2 separate regions of the Mus musculus genome follow, and region 2 is linked to region 1. A link is a contact called in public promoter capture Hi-C data. All regions are on one chromosome and are shown on one strand. The core of a region is the stretch at or near the end of the contact, and the rest is flanking DNA. Distances in the headings are between cores, read along the strand shown. Region 1 holds the start of Btn1a1 (butyrophilin, subfamily 1, member A1). Region 2 holds the start of H1f3 (H1.3 linker histone, cluster member).

Region 1 (2,813 bases), core at 126-2,625:
TTTACTGTGCGTTTAAAAAAAAAAAGTTTATCTTGCCCTTACTGTTTGCTACAGGCTAGTAAAACAAACAGACATGGTAGATCGATCTATCTGAGTTACAAAAACAGACCTCCTTCGAGCCGGATTCGAACCAGCGACCTAAGGATTTCCAGGTCGAATACTCCTACAGTCCTCCGCTCTACCAACTGAGCTATCGAAGGATACCATGTATAGTGCCTAGCAAAGTCACAAGTAGCTTAGAGGAGCCACTATGCCTGATTTTAAGCAGTGCTGGGATCTAACTCAGGGCTTCATGAATGCTAGATGGACCTTCTACCAAATGCCAAGTGCATTCTTTTTTTTTTTTTTTTTAATTAGGTAATTTCCTCATTTACATTTCCAATGCTATCCCAAAAGTCCTCCATACCCTCCCCCCGAAGTGCAGTCTTTATACTAGAAAAAGAACTAGAAATCTCATAATCTTCGCAAATATATGCGTATTAGCTATGCTATGAACTATGCAGGAAAACTTACTATGAACTTATCACTATGAACTGATATATATTGTTCTTAAATTTTATTTTATATTTATGTACAGCATAGAAACAATCATTGATAAAACTGTTTTTTTTCTTTATCTTTGCATTTTTTCAGTAATAAATGAAAATTCAAAACCAAATAAGAAATTGCTGATCTCATGACTGATGGCAGGGTGAAGCGCCAGGTCCTTGTGCAGTTATACCTTGAAGGTGGACATCCAGTGGACTCCTGCCACCCACACCCACATTCCTGAAGGTGTCTCATGGAAAAGATCAGGGAGGGAGAGCTGCAGCCATTGTGGACTCACTCTTTAGCTATTCACAGATGTAATGACAAAGTAATTTACTTTCTGGGCTCCTATTCTCTTGCCTGTTTTGTTTCCAATACTGTTTGTGTCTAATACTTTTCCAACTTGGCATAATTCAAACAAGGTATTAGTAACATTAGTCTTTTTCTTAAAAGTAACAAACACCCCACTCTCTTTTGTTTTGTTCTCCATATGTAGCTCTTGCAAGTCTGGATCTTGCTATGAAGCCCAGACTGGCCTTAAACTTACAATGACCCCCGCCTGCGCCCCCCCCTCCCCCCCCATGAACTTGGGTTAAAAGAACTGAAGCCACAGAGTTAAATTCACAGGCTGATGGCCTCATGACTCATTTCAGTTGCTCAAGTCTTCTTTCTTTTTGTCCCCATTCCCTATATTCGGTACAGCTCTTTAATGCATATATCGTTCTCTTAGGGGAGGAGGATGAACCCAAACTACCTGACCACTAATCTGTAGTCCACATGTTTAAAAGGCTGCTCCTCCCCCCACCCCGAATAAATACACTTGGCCACCTGTGGGCAGGCTTCTCTAACAGCACACAGCCTTCTTCCTTCTGAAGAGCTCTCTCTTTGGCCCCGGGGTGACAAGCAGCCCTTTTCACTTGATCACTGTGGCTCTGGCTCCCTTTTCCTCTGGGTCTGTCGAAATCGGTAGGTGCTTCACTCTCAGCTCAGCTCTCTTTGTCTCTTCTCTGTACTAGGCTTTCTGTTCCTCAAGCTCTTCAGCTCTGCCTCTCCCCTCTCTCTCAGACTTTGTCAAGACTGTATGTACCTCACGGTGTAACTCCCAGAGATCACCCTCCTGAGAGCTGCTGGGCTTACAGTTGAGAAACACACCTTGTCTTTCTCTCCTCCTTCGTTTCATTTCATGTTCTCCATTTCTACCTCCGTGGCTTTATCTTCATTATCACTTCTAAACACGAATAACAAAGTATCCCACTCGATTCGATTTTACTTTATTGTTTTATTGTTATTGTAAATGAGGAGATTTCTTCATTATCTACAACTGTGCCTCGCGGCTCCATTCTGGAGGCAGTCGAGGGCTGGAGGACCAGACGTACAGAGGAAGGGTATGGGGCAGGCGCTGTTGTAAAATGGACTGAAAATGACCCTGTAGGGGAAATACAGAGCCCTCCAGGTTGGAAGAAACTGGTGGAGAACAGGGCGCTTGCGGAACCCATAGTTACCTCCTGACTGTTTCTCTCCCAGCCTGAAGCTCTTGGCGGGCTTCATTGCCCCAGTTAGCTCAGAGATGGCAGTTCCCACCAACTCCTGCCTCCTGGTCTGTCTGCTCACCCTCACTGTCCTACAGCTGCCCACGCTGGATTCGGGTAAGTTTCTGTTCTAGCCTTCTCTTTCTCGCAAAGTTGGAAGGTCCCTATAAATAAATACCTCTGACCCGGTTTGGCTCCTGGTGGGGGGACCTTCACCACAATCCAGTGAGTTCAAAGGAAACCCACTGCGGGAGGTAATACACACCTGCAATTGCAGCACCAGGTGGGCCCAGGCAGATTTTTCTGAGGTCAAAACCTGCCTGGTCTACATAGAGATAGCCAGAGCATCCAGGGTTACGTAGGGAGCGCCTAGTTGTTTTTCCTTTAAATCAAAGGAATTGGAACGCTAAGTGTGGTGGTGGTGCACCCCTGTAATGATCGCACTTGAGAATTGAGGGCAAGGAGCTCAAGGCTACATAGTGAGCTGGAGGCCACCTTGGGATTTATGAGATCCAGTCTGAAAAATAAACAGAAGAAAAGAAATAGCAGCCACCCCGAGTTCCTTTCTTTACAAGGAGACTGGCCGGTAGGTCCTCCATCCCAACCCATCGTCCTATCTGACCTTGTTTATTACAGCAGCTCCCTTCGATGTGACCGCACCTCAGGAGCCAGTGTTGGCCCTAGTGGGCTCAGATGCCGAGCTGACCTGTGGCTTTTCCCCAAACGCGAGCTCAGAATACATGGAGCTGCTGTGGT
Region 2 (2,813 bases), core at 81-2,580, 89 kb before region 1:
TTTCTCGGAAAACACAATTAAAAATTCTTAGGACGGAATTCCAGAGCTCTGAAGTGAACAAAGGGGCGGGGACAGAGAAAAAACGCCAGCGTCCCAGTACGTAAATGTAAATCTTAATATCACAATCTCTGATTGGTGCAACACCCATGACTGAAAGTACGGCTTGATTGGTTAATTCTCAAAACCACCTTGTGTAGCCGGATTGGAAAACTTAAAACAGAGGCTCCAGCCTGTAGCCACTATTGTGAGAGTAGCTTCCTAGAGAACCCCCCTAATGCCTTATCACGCCTAGGCGACATTAGAAAGGACTTCCCGCCAAACTCTTGGAATATGAACACGTGTGTGGAGCACACACAGAAGCAAAAAACTGCCGGCCAGAAGTCCAGCTAGAGCTGAAAATGATACAATCTATCGCTCAACTAGAGTTTATAGATGCTCCTAAATGTACCCATAACAAAGTGCACAGAATTGATCTGCTTCGGAACACATAGCCAGAGTCAGCGGACATACCATGAGAAAACCAGAAAAAGGCTCAGCTCTTTTGAATGAGGTTGTGGGTGGCTCTGAAAAGAGCCGTTTGAGATTTTCAAAGCAGGACGCACCACTCTACTTCTTGCGAGGGGCAGCCTTCTTTGCCTTGGTGGCCTTCGGCTTAGAAGCTTTAGGCTTGGAAGCCTTAGCCTTGGGAGCCTTGGCCTTGGCTGGACTCTTTGCTGCCTTCTTGGGCTTAGCAGCCTTCACCTTCTTGGGACTCTTGGAAACTTTCTTGGCGCCGGCAGCCGCCGCAGGCTTCTTCGCCTTCTTCGGAGTCTTCTTGGCCGTCTTTTTGGGTGTGGCAGCACCAGTCGCCTTCTTAGGCTTCTTGGCTGCTCCCGCAGGCTTCTTGGCCTTGGCCGCGCCTGCCTTCTTAGCCTTGGGCTTAGCCTCACCGGAAGCCGCCTTCTTGTTGAGTTTGAAGGAGCCGGAGGCGCCGGTGCCCTTGGTCTGCACCAGGGTACCCTTGCTCACCAGGCTCTTCAGCCCGAGCTTGATGCGGCTGTTGTTCTTCTCCACATCGTACCCCGCGGCCGCCAGCGCCTTCTTGAGCGCAGCCAGGGACACGCCGCTGCGCTCCTTGGAGGCGGCCACAGCCTTGGTGATGAGCTCGGACACCGGGGGTCCGGACGCCTTGCGCTTCCCAGCAGCGGCGCCGGTCTTCTTCGCCTTCTTCTTCACAGGTGTCTTCTCCACAGGTGCAGGGGCAGCAGGCGCCGCGGGAGCGGTCTCGGACATGTTCTAAGCTTTACTAGTAAAGCAAAAAGTAAGCACAAACAGTCAGAGAAGGTTGTTCCCAGTGCTGCAGGCTCTGGGTTTATATAGAGAGAAGCTGCGTGGTGATTGGTTCCCTGCGCCGTGCGCCGTGCGCCGCGTTGCCAGAGAAAGGATCTTCAGCTTTGCCTTGTGGCTGTGTTTGTTGCCCCTCAAAAAAGTATAAAAATATAAAAAATATGGGCACGAAATAATTAGGGACTTGGGGGAAACTGATCCGAGAGCCTGTAGGCTACATTCTTGCCTTAATTTGTGCACCTATGTTCAAAATCGGCACCCTGAAACTTCTCTGATTGCCCCAACTCTCTTTCAAACTTGACGAAAATTGGGACAACTTTAAGGTTTTCCTTAAAAATACTACTTCTCTCGCGGTCATTAGCAAACTTTTGTTTCAGGACATGGTTCCTCACATTCTTATCATTTCAGGACTCTATGAAATAACTTGTTTTCACGGAAATACATAGGGAAATTTGAGTTTTTCGAGAAAGCAACAACACAAGCTTCCAGGGCTATCTGCACCAAGCTGTAGGAATTGGCACTAGATGGGAAAGCAGTGCATACCGGGGGAATGATTATTGTAGAAAATATCGATTGGATTTTTTAATGATATTTGAGATACCAGTGTGTAATTCCCCTTCGGTTTTCCTGTTTTAGTGATTTAGCCATTTTCTGGAGACGTGATGAGTCTGTGCCATCCCTATTGTAGATCAAAAGCTGAAAGCACATATTTTTCAGATTTGATAGAGAAATGTACACCAACTATCACATGTACAGAAAAAAGATACCTAGGTCAAGAAGGAACAGAAGTTTAGCAACTGGGAGCTGAAGAACAGTGAGATATAACCTGACTTAGCAACTCACTCCGTGTTTAGAGTACAAAGTTTACAGCTGTGTTATATGCCGTGTTTCAGGACCTGTGTTATGCAGCTGTTTCCCCTTGCCAACACTTATCACAACAGTTTTCTGCATATTTCCAGTTTTAAAATGATTTGAATTTCATTATTAAAAACAAGCAGAATGTGAAAGAAAATCTGTTTTTTAATTTCCATGATAGCTGCTGACCTCATTACATATATTACATATATAATATAGTCTGTCACAAACAAAAGAATTAGCAGGTGGTATCCACCAAAGGACTTAAACATTTCATAGTCAGTTATCATTATGATAACTGCAGCAAGAATAAAGTTTCTGGAAAAGGGATCAACCATGGGACTACAAACTTGAAACCATAAGAAGCTTCACTCATTCCCACTCATGACTGTGGAGGCTAATATCACAAATGTGGTTTTGGTCTTAACTCCAAAATATAATTACATCCTGAAAAACAGCAGATTATTCTCTGTAGTAAGGCTTGTACTATTTTGTAGAGATTAAAAACAGGCGATAAAAATCCCTAAGAGGTGTGAGAACAGTGAAACTTATGGCTTCGTCCTCTTCTCTCAATTTTGTGTTAGATAAGCAAATATACACACATACACACAAATGCACACCATTACTATAGT

The links. Capture Hi-C pulls out chosen DNA fragments and counts their contacts.
Region 2: a promoter capture Hi-C map of adipose tissue shows a contact between it and region 1. The contact joins the promoter of H1f3 here to the promoter of Btn1a1 in region 1. A contact is called at or near these places in 10 of 39 promoter capture datasets (the HPC-7 cell line, cranial neural crest, embryonic stem cells and 7 more), 2 of 115 datasets of contacts at active chromatin or transcription factors (both in embryonic stem cells) and 2 of 9 other capture datasets (adipose tissue and liver).

The regions. Positions count from the first base shown.
Region 1 is chr13:23,464,463-23,467,275 of GRCm38.p6, reverse strand. It overlaps Btn1a1 (butyrophilin, subfamily 1, member A1), which reads left to right and starts at 1,375. Exons shown (of 8, transcript NM_013483.3): 1 at 1,375-1,494; 2 at 2,053-2,174; 3 at 2,694-2,813. The coding sequence starts at 2,096. It overlaps Gm52036 (a long non-coding RNA gene), which reads right to left. Exons shown (of 2, transcript XR_003950563.1): 1 at 2,680-2,813; 2 at 1,788-2,574. n-TYgta8 (a tRNA gene) reads right to left here and starts at 200; the gene lies at 111-200.
Region 2 is chr13:23,553,549-23,556,361 of GRCm38.p6, reverse strand. It overlaps H1f3 (H1.3 linker histone, cluster member), which reads right to left and starts at 1,330. Exons shown (of 1, transcript NM_145713.4): 1 at 555-1,330. The coding sequence starts at 1,272. The coding sequence ends at 607.